Linked DNA regions of Mus musculus: regions 1, 3 and 4 are each linked to region 2. The links are chromatin contacts, called in public Hi-C and HiChIP or PLAC-seq maps. All regions are on one chromosome and are shown on one strand. The core of a region is the stretch at or near the end of the contact, and the rest is flanking DNA. Distances in the headings are between cores, read along the strand shown.

Evidence for each region. Hi-C and Micro-C count contacts between places; a contact is called where the count stands out from the background. HiChIP or PLAC-seq counts read pairs in DNA pulled down with a chosen protein or histone mark.
Region 1: a contact with region 2 is called in an H3K27ac HiChIP or PLAC-seq map of regulatory T cells, with 4 times the contacts expected there. The contact joins two enhancer-like sites. A contact is called at or near these places in 1 of 15 datasets of contacts at CTCF or cohesin (CD8 T cells), 3 of 484 Hi-C or Micro-C datasets (CD4 T cells, CD8 T cells and regulatory T cells) and 7 of 115 datasets of contacts at active chromatin or transcription factors (CD8 T cells, Th17 cells, effector CD8 T cells and 3 more).
Region 3: a contact with region 2 is called in a Hi-C map of Th2 cells, with 3 times the contacts expected there. The contact joins two enhancer-like sites. A contact is called at or near these places in 1 of 15 datasets of contacts at CTCF or cohesin (CD8 T cells), 5 of 484 Hi-C or Micro-C datasets (CD8 T cells, Th2 cells, embryonic stem cells and 1 more) and 1 of 115 datasets of contacts at active chromatin or transcription factors (memory CD8 T cells).
Region 4: a BATF HiChIP or PLAC-seq map of CD8 T cells shows a contact between it and region 2, with 6 read pairs. The contact joins two enhancer-like sites. A contact is called at or near these places in 4 of 484 Hi-C or Micro-C datasets (CD8 T cells and bone marrow-derived macrophages) and 5 of 115 datasets of contacts at active chromatin or transcription factors (CD8 T cells, effector CD8 T cells, regulatory T cells and 1 more).

The regions. Positions count from the first base shown.
Region 1 is chr16:52,060,084-52,062,783 of GRCm38.p6, forward strand. The region is part of intron 3 of Cblb (Casitas B-lineage lymphoma b); the gene reads left to right. Among named protein-coding and RNA genes, the nearest start is that of Cblb, 30 kb to the left of the region's middle. Within about 2 kb of position 1,333, at least 228 of the 459 cell types and tissues checked have an H3K27ac peak or open chromatin away from gene starts, as enhancers often do. A contact at or near this core is called in CD8 T cells, Th17 cells, effector CD8 T cells and 3 more, where this site is marked.
Region 2 is chr16:51,689,651-51,692,350 of GRCm38.p6, forward strand. No RefSeq gene overlaps it. Among named protein-coding and RNA genes, the nearest start is that of Gm29686, 300 kb to the right of the region's middle. Within about 2 kb of position 1,286, at least 31 of the 459 cell types and tissues checked have an H3K27ac peak or open chromatin away from gene starts, as enhancers often do. A contact at or near this core is called in CD8 T cells, Th17 cells, Th2 cells and 4 more, where this site is marked.
Region 3 is chr16:51,315,510-51,318,209 of GRCm38.p6, forward strand. No RefSeq gene overlaps it. Among named protein-coding and RNA genes, the nearest start is that of Gm32431, 270 kb to the left of the region's middle. Within about 2 kb of position 1,377, at least 8 of the 459 cell types and tissues checked have an H3K27ac peak or open chromatin away from gene starts, as enhancers often do. A contact at or near this core is called in CD8 T cells and Th2 cells, where this site is marked.
Region 4 is chr16:52,128,169-52,130,868 of GRCm38.p6, forward strand. The region is part of intron 4 of Cblb (Casitas B-lineage lymphoma b); the gene reads left to right. Among named protein-coding and RNA genes, the nearest start is that of Gm23513, 24 kb to the left of the region's middle. Within about 2 kb of position 1,368, at least 46 of the 459 cell types and tissues checked have an H3K27ac peak or open chromatin away from gene starts, as enhancers often do. A contact at or near this core is called in CD8 T cells, effector CD8 T cells, regulatory T cells and 1 more, where this site is marked.

The sequences.
Region 1 (2,700 bases), core at 83-2,582, 370 kb after region 2:
ATCTTGATTTAATCTAGATAAAGAGCTTCTATTGCTTGGAAAGAGGTAAAAGGTAAAATTTCACATTGGAAACTAGCAAAAAGTCTAAAGTCGGTCATTTAGAACTTGTGGATAAACAATGCCACCTTCCTGAGATTTGGCAGCCGGGGCCAGTTCCGGGGCCAGTTATTTTAAAAGAAAGGCACGTGGGTAAATAGATTAATATCACTGCTGTTTATTGCAGAGTAGTCACAATTCAGGGCGCTGTCTTAACTGTGTGTCTATCTTTAGTGAAGTAACGTTTGTGGAAAAGTTAGAGGTGGTTACACACAGCGCCTCTGCCTGCTCCTGCATGCCCCGTGCGCATGCGCAGTGAGCATTCACAGCTCTCCCACTCAGTGGCTGGCTCTCTGAACCCCTGCGAGCTGTTTTCACTTCCTTTAAATTCTTATATTAACATTTCCTTAAAGACTTTTTGTTTCTGTTCTGTGCTGCGCTCATGACCCTAAATATACCAGCTTACAACAACTGGGGAATCCTCCAAATGTGCGCTTTCGACATGAATAACGTGGTTTTGTTTGGTCTGCATTATTGACAAAGGTCCTTGATCATAACTCGTGGTTCGCCTTGACAGAACATGGTTGGTCTTCCCTGCTCCAGATCCCCCTTAGAGTAGCAGGCATCGTGTTCTGGAAACTATCCTGCATTGCTGTTGATAGAATTTCTTGATGTGTAGGATATGATGTGAGAATTCCGTTAGATGTTCGGGAAAGTTCTCTTGTACCTTCTTAGTGTCTCTTTCCCCTTTATTCCTTTTAAAAGGCATTCTTGGAGGCTTGGCTCTGGCATTCTTGCTAACTATGCCTACCCCCTCCTTTTCTTCTGTATAAGCAAAGTGGCTTTGAGGAACATCTGAGACGTTTTCAATGTGTAAACAGCCTTTTAAAGAAATAGCTGCTGTGTTCTCCCATCACAAGCTGACTTGTAACACTTGAAAGACAAACAGAGGCCTGTGTGTTCTCTGTTATTGTTGCACCCCCTCACATAGCTGTCTGCGTTTGTCAGCAGTTTGTTTTGACTCATAATGCCAGGGAGGGGGTGGCTTGGTGTGTTTTTGTCAGTTATGCAGTGTAGGATGTCAGTTATCTCAAAGTTACCATTATGTTTGGCTGCTGTCCCTCTATGTAAAGAAAGCCTCAGCATTGGTTCCTGTTTCTCAGGCCAGTGTTGGGTTTTGAAACTTGCCCTTAAAATAAATGCCAAACTGTTTTTCTCATCTTGTAACCCTGGAGGTCAGAGGCTGGCTCTCTTGTTTCATTATTGTCTCGGTGACGTGTTTGTGGTATTTCCCCAGACTGGTTTGAGAACCTACCTGAACTGCCCTTTTCAAGTTCCCGTTGCTCTTCTAGAGTTGGGGATCTTGTGTATTCCAACAAGGTTGGAAACACTCCCAAATCAACATTTCATTTTGAAAGCGGTACTTTCAGACCCAGATGACTCTCCTACATTAATTCGTATGGGGACATCAACGGTTGTTGTACTTGACAGAGGCAGGGACCCTGGGCTTGACAGGGACGCCATTCTTCAAGAGAAAGTGTCCCAGGTAGCCTCTCCTAACATTCTTCCCATTTCCTTAGAACACTGACGCTCCCCCAGTTTTAGGCAAACTGTCATCTTTCCCAGCCAAGACCACCAACCTTAGGAAGTAGCAGGAGCTTTGGAGGTGAAACACAAAGGCAAATGCTATTGATCTTAGGCCACCAAGATTCTCATTGGATTTGAGTCAGTACAGATGTCTGCTGGCTCCGATGACTGCCCGCCATGTAAAGTGTCTGGCTGCCACCTCTGCTGTGTGTATGGCTTCATCCTAACAGCAAGTGCATACGCGTTTACTGCAGCCTGTCTCTTATGGGGGATTAAAATAGCCAGAAGGCCTGAATACCTAGCATTTTTATCTAGTATTTCAGCGATGGCGAGTTCATGGGGTGAGGGGTGAGACTGTGTTTGCTGTCCCGCCTCTCAAGCCATGACCTTTAACGAGGGGTTATTTTAGAAAGTTCCCAATTCACTGCGGGTCACTGGAGCTTGGGCAGAAGTGGGGATGCACGGCATTTTCATAGATCACCCAGCGGCTTCTCTACCTGAGCTGGAACTCATGGATTGTAAAGATTTCAAGCATTTGCCCTGAGTCTCTGTGTGCCTCCGAGTATTATCCATTTGCCAAAGGCTAAGCTGTGTTCACCACACCCCTCTCTTGTCATTCCTTAGTGTGGTGTGGATCCAGTTCACGCTCGCTGCTCCAGTCCTGACAGCTAACTGTGAGGCCTCTTCTGAATAGTCAGTGCCTAGGATTTAAGCTTTATTTTGTGTTTGTGGGAGCATCCTAGCTGATAGTTTAGACGTTGAACTCCGTCTTACACCTTTGATGTCCTACTTTGTTGAGGGGTGTTCAAGTCAGAAGGTTTCACAGATAAGATCTTGGAACCCAGCTGGGGGTCAGGAAAGACTGCTTGTGAGGAAATACTTTGGATCTAATGTTAACACTCCTGTCGGGGCATGGATTGGACTCAGGTAGAGAAGTGTACCACAGGAGACATTTAAGGACGTAGAGAAGCACTCCTAAGTTGGAGTCACGTGAGAACATGTTTTGTTGGGTTCTGAGTGTTCGATGGCTAAGCACTGTAGGGAATGGGAGACTGGGTGTACTGTAGGGAATGGGAG
Region 2 (2,700 bases), core at 36-2,535:
TTGTAGACCAGGCTGGCCTCAAACTCAGAAACCCACCTGCCTCTGCCTCCCAAGTGCTGGGATAAAAGGCTTGCGCCACCACACCGGGCTCAAGCTTTCTGTTTTTTAATGATTTCCTTCACTAACTAAGCTTGTCTGCTCTAGAACTTGTTCTGTAGACCAGGAAGACCTTGAACCTCAGACATCTGCATACCTCTGTCTCCTGTGTGTTGAAATTAAAGAGGTATACAACATGGATTGAAGCTTTTCTTTATTTATTTTTTCATAAGATGGAACCTTAGCAAATGGGATCTTGTCCTGAGGCATCACTCCCTTAATTCCATTTAATATTTTTAATCTGTTTATCTCTTTGAACTCAGGATTTAGCTACATTCCTGGTTCCCCGTTAGCACTTGTACAATACATTTTGTACTTTTCCTTTCTTGTTACATTTCATCAAATTTATCTTCATAAAAGTGAACCATAGTCTATGCTAGGCTGTTTTGAGATTTCTTTTGCTAATGCAATTAATAAAAAAACAACAAAAAAAAAAAAACAAAACTCTTCACCTTAGCCTCAGGCAAACTCTTAAGACAAGAGCAAAAAAGCAGCCACATTTTTCACCAAAATATTATAAGAATAATCTCTAGGCAACAAACTAAAATTCTTCTCAATTGAAAATTCTTAAACCAGGTTCACATAGTTTAAATTATCATCAATACCACTGTCTTCCATGTTTCTACTAGTATGGCCCAATAAACCCCATTTAAAGTATTCCACTATGTTCCTAATCCAAAGTCCCAAAATTCCTCTAAACCAAAGCATTATTAGGCCTATCACAGCAATACCCCAGTTCCTGGTATCAACTTCTGTCTTAGGGTTTTATTGCTGTGAAGAGACACCATGACCAAGACAACTCTTCTACACATTTTAAAAACATTTTGAGGGGGCTGGCTTACATTTTCAGAGGTTTAGTCCCTTATCAGCATGGTGGGAAGCATGGCAGAATGCAGACAAACTCAGTGTTAGAGAAGAAACTGAGAGTTCTACATTTTGATTCACAGGCAACAAGGAGAAGATAGTGTCTTCTACACAGGGTGTAACTTGCGTGTATATGACACCTCAAAGCCTACCTCCACAGTACAACATTTCCTCCAACAAAGTTACACCTATTTCAACAAGGCCACACCATCTAATAGTGCCACTCCCCGCAGGCCAAACATTTAAACACATGAGTGTATGGGAGGGGCATACCTATTCAAACTCCTACAACCATCATATTGTAAAGACAAACTAGGCTCATTCTTATTTATGACTAAGTCTCTGTTTCTCAAGAACTGGGCTATGTCCCACCTGTAACCTCAGCTACAAATGGTTCTGTACTGCCTGTTTCAGGAAACCGCAACCACATTTTGTTTCAAAACCATCTTGAAAGCATACCTTTGTTTCAAAAGATTGTGATGACTATCTTGTTAGGACCATCTTGCTATCATGTCTGTGTTTCAGGAGATCATTATGACTAACTTGTTACGTTTATGTTCTGCTCCGGTATCCCTGTCTATTTTGCCTATTTGGAAACCCCCTACCTCTGAGCTATGCAACCTTGTCATCTCACATCCAATGCTGATTTCTTAAACCTTACCTTAGGGGGAGGTAGATCTTGAGAGTTTAAAAAGCCTGCTCTAATTACTTACTTCCTTGATTTAATTAATTGGAGCATGATGATTTGGATCTGTGGTATTCCTCCTAGAAACTTTGGGATTAACATCTGTTCTAGTGAGATAGGTAAAATAAAATATTCTCTTGTTTTCTTTTGCTCAGATTTCTGCCTTCTGTTCTCCAATAGCCAAAAAGAAAAAAAAAGTGCCTTAATAAAATATGCCTCTAAGTAAACTGATTCAGCAGAAACATGGATATTGGTCTCCAGAACAGATTTCTAGCAAGCCCTACTTTACTCATGAAAAGAGCTGAATAAAAGAATGAAAACAGAGTACAATGCACACAATTATGTTTGCTAAGGTTAGCCTCTGAGGTTAACCATCTACAAAGACAAAAACATATACAAAGTGTTTTAAAAGCAGTCCTTAAGCAGTTCTAAATTTTCTTTTCTTTTTCTTTTCTTTTTCTCTTCTTTTTCTCTTCTTTTTCTTTTCCTTTTTAACAGTTCTCTTAGTCATAGTCCTTTAAAAGCAAAAAGTATTATTTAAGGCAGAATTTACACCCATATATAAATTCATGGGCCTGATAGTATGGTATTATTAAACTTGATACCACTGATATTAACCTAAATGGCACAACATTGAACAAAATATTCAATGAATTCTGGATTATGATAAAATGACTTTATCGTTAATTAATCCAACATCTGGAATTTTCACCAACATTTATTAATTCAGTAGGTTCACACTTGCTAAATTTCAAGAGTTTTAAATAAAATCCCAGACATCCTATCAACTCACTAGGGTAGCACTATAGTTTCACAAAGAGCACTTCAGTCAGAAACAAACAGCAGTCTCAAAGGATCAAGATCCTTGTCTCATGTAAATATAACTAAAGGAACTTGCTAGAGGGAAAATAGAAGAGATTAGTTTAAAGAAACAGAGGCTGAGTACTTCAGATTAATAGAGTTTAATATGTAGAAGTATCTGGGTCAATTATATCAATTGATTAGATTTCCACTGAGAATGCCTCAAAGGTTTAATATTTGCATCAATCATTACA
Region 3 (2,700 bases), core at 127-2,626, 370 kb before region 2:
CTCATGTCCCTCGATAGTTTCATTAAATTGTACTATTTACAACTATAGCATGCCTAAAATATCACTTGAAAGATGTAGTATTTTGTTTTCCTCCAAACTGACGAGGAAACCAGAAGCTCTCTGGTTCCCCAGATATATTGGAGAAAATCACATTTCTTTATAACAAATGATTCTAGCAACAGAATCAGCAAACTCCAACGGTACTTAGATGTTGCTTTTTCCATACACTAGGGGGCACTCGTGATTTATTCAACGCTACTCTTAGACTTTTATTAAAAATTCAGTGTTGCCAGCAACTTTTTACCTTTGAATGGGCAGGATGGAGTAACAACCAAATGTTCAAAAGATTGCGTTTAAGCAGAGAATGGTTAAAATATAGTCTCTGTAGCACCCAGAAGGAGAGAAGTGTCTATTGTCTACCTTTTTAGGTTAATACTATTCCCATCCTGAAGTTGTACTGAGTTCAAAGTTATTACTGTGTTACAGCAGATTCGGGCTGAAATTTGTTAAAGAAGAGATAGGTGATTAAACACCACATTTGTATGTACAGTTTTTCCTGTTGACTCTTATTTTATTTTTCTTTCTTTCTTTCTTTCTTTTTTTTGGGGGGGGGGCGGGAGCTTCTGTAGAAGGACAGGGTTTTTAATGATCAAAAACACGTGTATGTAGGCTACTAGAAGAAACTAATCGGGCTCTATTCATTTAGATTTAACGAGGTGGGATAAAAAGAAGTTATAACACAAGGGCAGAACAAATACCCAAGACCTTCATCAGCAAAGTTCAAAATATTAGAGAAGAAGCCCTAATTATGTGTATAATGTGTGCTCTGAAGCTTTGACAGAGGAGGGCGAAATTAACAGCAAAGGCAGAACCCACAGAAGGAAATGGAAAGAAGCTCCAATGTTTGCTGTGAAGGCTTGAAACCAAAGAAGCTACCAATTAAAAGCACTGACAGTAATTCCATGAGGTGTGACTAAGATAGCTGAAGCAACACTAACCAGAGGTCATAGTACAATCTACTTTGCGTGTATGTTTTTTTCATCATCGGTTGTTTTTAAAAATGTGTTTCACACTTCCCTAAAGCTTAGCATTAGTTTAAAGGAAGGAAGACTACTTAAAATTTTTTTCTTTTACTCATTTAATCTTCAATCAGGTTTTCCTGCCACCCAAATGAAGCTGTTGATTCTATCTTCATGGAGCCAAGAGTGATGACTGTCTCCTGTACTTCAGGGAACACTGCCTAATAGTGGACAAGGTCAGTTGTACTTTTTGCTTTTGTGACCCCTTAAAGAAAATGAGTCACAGTAGCCTTGCAAACCTGCCTGATCTGTACCACATGCTCTCAGCTGTCACTAGTAAAGCAAAGGCGAGCTGCAGATTAGACAGACACACAGCCATATTTAGCAGACACACAGCCGTGCTAGGCTGAGTGCTTGTGGGAGATAATAACTACTCACGGCAGCGCTGCCTCCAGGTTTGTCTCCTCCTGAATCCCATGCCACCTTCTTGCTCTCTTCTAAATTAGTTTCTCCTAAGCCCAATAAGCCTCCTTTGACCTGAAGTCATTCCTTTTGCTATCTGGTTTCTACTCCTACCCAGATGACTAGATTACTTGCTGACTTCAGGCCTTTTCCTGTCAGCTTCAGGAGATAGTGGCTGTTCAATGACAGGAATGTTTATAACTGTTTGTACACATCTCCTAACCTGGAAAGAAGGATGTAGCAGCTTACATAATAGAAATTTAGAAATGTATGTATATATATATATATATATATATATATATATATATATATACACACACACACACACACATATAAAGATTTATATGTTAAAGCTATACATATGTATATATAATAAAGCTGGTTATCTATATCTATCTATATCTGTAACTGTACCTATATCTACTTGCAAACAAATTAATAACTGAAGAATGGCTTGATAGAATCAAATAGTATTAAAATTTTGAGTTATTAAGTATTTACTGCTTTCCTGTCTCCATCTGCACCTGGGAGCTAAGGCAATTCCACAACCCTCTGTACACAGGCCCTCCAGGAGAGAGCTGGTCTCCCAGGAGTGAGAGCACTCCTGTGATCAGACGTGAGATCTCTGCTTTCTCTCCAATAATTGTCCAAAGTGGGATGAGCCAGCAGTGCACAGGGCACAGGAACAGTGGAACAGCTGAGACACGATCCTTCCATACTCCATCTGCACGCAGGAGCTAAGGTTATTCCACAGCCCTCGATACCCAAACACTGTCCAGGAGAGAGTTGGTCTTGCCAGGAGTGCTGACACAGGCTTAAAGGCCCACAGGAAGGACAAGCTACAGTCAGAGACAGCAAGACCAACTAACACCAGAGATAACCAAATGGTGAAAGGCAAGAGCAAGAACCTTACCAACAGAAAACAAGGCTACTTGGCATCATCAGAACCAGTTCTCCCACCACAGCCAGTCCTGGATAACACAACACACTGGAAAAGCAAGATTTTAATTAAAAAATCACATATCATAATGCTAATAGAAGACTTTGGGAAGTACATAAATAACTTCCTTAAAGAAATGCAGGAGAACGCAGGTAAACACGTAGATGCCCTTAAAGAGGAAGCACAAAAATCCCTCGAAGGAATTACAGGAAAACACAACCAAACAGGTGAAGAAACTAAACAAAACAATCTAGGATCTAAAAATGGAAATAGAAAAAA
Region 4 (2,700 bases), core at 118-2,617, 440 kb after region 2:
ACAGCTCTTCTCTTTACTGCGGTTTTAAAGAGTCTGAGATCATACTATTGAAGCAATCGTCTGGATACCCACTGGTCTGTCTAACCTGCCTTGTATATTGAACATTGTGTTTGGTCAAGTAAGATGACCCTGCAGACAAGCTTAATCCCCATGAACAACATTATGGAAGGAGAAAATCAACTATGACAATTTGTCCTCAGATGCCTCCCCACTCTCCAGATGCACACACTTGTGTGCATATGCACAGAAATTAAATATATGTTATAAAAATGAAATACTTTCTGAGTGTACTTTGATGGTTTTCTGCCTGCAGCTAATGTGATTTATAGTGACAGGAGGCAAATGAAAGAAAGTAAATTTTCTGGGATTGTGAGATACCAAAGCTCAAGTTGGCCACTTTGTGCTTCTCTCTGTCTCTGCTTCTCTTCTCCCTCTTTGCCTTTGATCACTGCCAAGACAAACAAGTTCACAGATACCTGTGAAACATTTCGCCATCAACATATTCTCCTCTGGCATCATCTTATGACAATTGATAATCAACTTTGTAAAGTAGACCCAAGGTGCAAGAGTTCGAAAACTCTGTATTTTTTTCTTTCTTTTAAAGAGATCTTTGCATTTTTCTTCTGTTCTTTCCTCATGAAGCTAGTCTGCCCCCAGGCCTACCACCCCCTACACTGGGAATCTGCTGAGTCCACAAAAGTGGAGGGACGATACAGTAATGATCCGGTGTAATAAACCAGCCAAATAATGCTCTGGTTTCTCAGCCTTCTTTTCCAGCTTTAATTAAGGCTCTAATGAATATGTACTTGGGGCTTAGGGTTTATCACAAATGAACTATGATCAAATCTCATTACACAGCTAGTGTGGAAATGTGTCTTTTTATGTTGGAAATTATTGCTCTGCAGTTGTATGGCAGAGGAAAATTTTAGAAGTAGCTGAAATATATATTTTCGTCTGGAAAGTCAGAGATATTCAAAGTAGGTTATAATCTGCATGAATGTTAAATATTGGATATGATGATTTTAGGGTAACATCAAGATGCTTATTACAACCATTTTGTTTTGACTTTATACTTTACACACACAAAAGAGTGAACTTTTCCACTTGGCCAGTTTCTTTACAGTTTATGCTTTTTAAATAAAATAATATTGTGCTTTTCTAGAAAAAAGTTGTGTCTATGTCATTCTGAAATTAGTAGTTCTTTGATCACCATTTTCCCTTCTGCAAGTTAGGACTTTAGTTTTCTGTGTCTGCTAAGTATTGGAAACTTTAATTTGGGAAAGGAATATTTTCCTCTTAGGCAACGCTTTCATGGTCATGCAATGCAGCTGACCTAACTACATATCTACACGTGTCTATTAATCAATAACTGCCTAAGATTGCTAAATACTTTCCTTGTGCTTTTATGACATTACCTTTTGTAAACCTTAATCAGAGTGTGACGTGTGTTTCTCCTAAATGGCCTCTGATGTGGTGCCTCTCTTCAGTTCTCTGTGGTTTCCTGTTTTTTTCATACATAGATTAAAGACTTTTGAGGTATTAAGTATCTTAACTTTCTTCTTTAATGGTGCTTCACACCTAAGCTTTCGTGCAGGCCTGTCTTGCTATTTTGTTTTCAGGCTACTTCCTACACCACTCTGTAATCACTTGGGTTTGTGTTGGGCAGTCCATCAGCACAGTTTTCTATTTTCCCCATTTGGATCATCGAGGGATATCTCTGTATGTCCCTCAAAGCCAGAGGTGGTGTTAGGCCTTTCCATAGTTAAGTGCCTCTAGTGTCATTGCCAGGTGATAGGTATGGCCCATCAGTGGCTCTGAGAGACCAGCAGAATCAACACTCATTTAAAAACTCATTTAAATTGCTCATTCTCTGGCCCCTCCCCAGGCCCACAGATTAATTTAGGTTCCAAATTCTCTGTGACAATAAGCCCTTTAAATGACATAGTCTGTGCTAACAATTTACTACTGTAGATAATGATAGTAATTCAGAATATTCAAGTTATAACTGTATGTGATCTTTAGTGAGAAAATGGGGATTGAGAGAGGCCAAGGAAATTTTCGCTCATTTCTGCTCAGTTTCTCCAGAGACAATGGTAAAGAAAAACTCAAGATTGAAACATGTACTATCTTTCTCACACATGCATATAGCTCTTGTGTCCTGTTTTGAAGACTGAAATATAAATGTTTAAAGTATGAATAGTTTCTTCCTTCCATCTATTCATGAGTAGGAACTTGGCATGATGAAAGGAGGAAAGGTTGCTAAGAAACAAATGATGGGTGTTACAGATTTTCATATTGGGAAGGAGGGTGGTCAAGGGCTGGGAATGGCTGAGTTCTAAAAGGGAGAGACAGATGTTCCCCCAAATCTGTTCACTAGTCCTCAAAAATTCTGAAGCATGTCAGTGCATGGCTTATTGAAACTGTTGCAGTATGATATATAATAAGATATATTGATTGGTAGGAAGAGAATAAACCAAATCCTATAAGATGGTTACACTTATGAAAGACACTTTCTAGTTGCATTCATAAGAAACATAAAAGAACATGTGTTTTCACCCCTACAAAAAGCATCTGGGAGGTGGGAGGCGGTTGATAATTGATGATTAGTCTATCTTCAGCATGCAAATAAAGAGTTCAGGGTGGCTAACACTTGGACCCTAGTGCCCTCTGTTTGATATGCATTTAGATATCCATGACCTG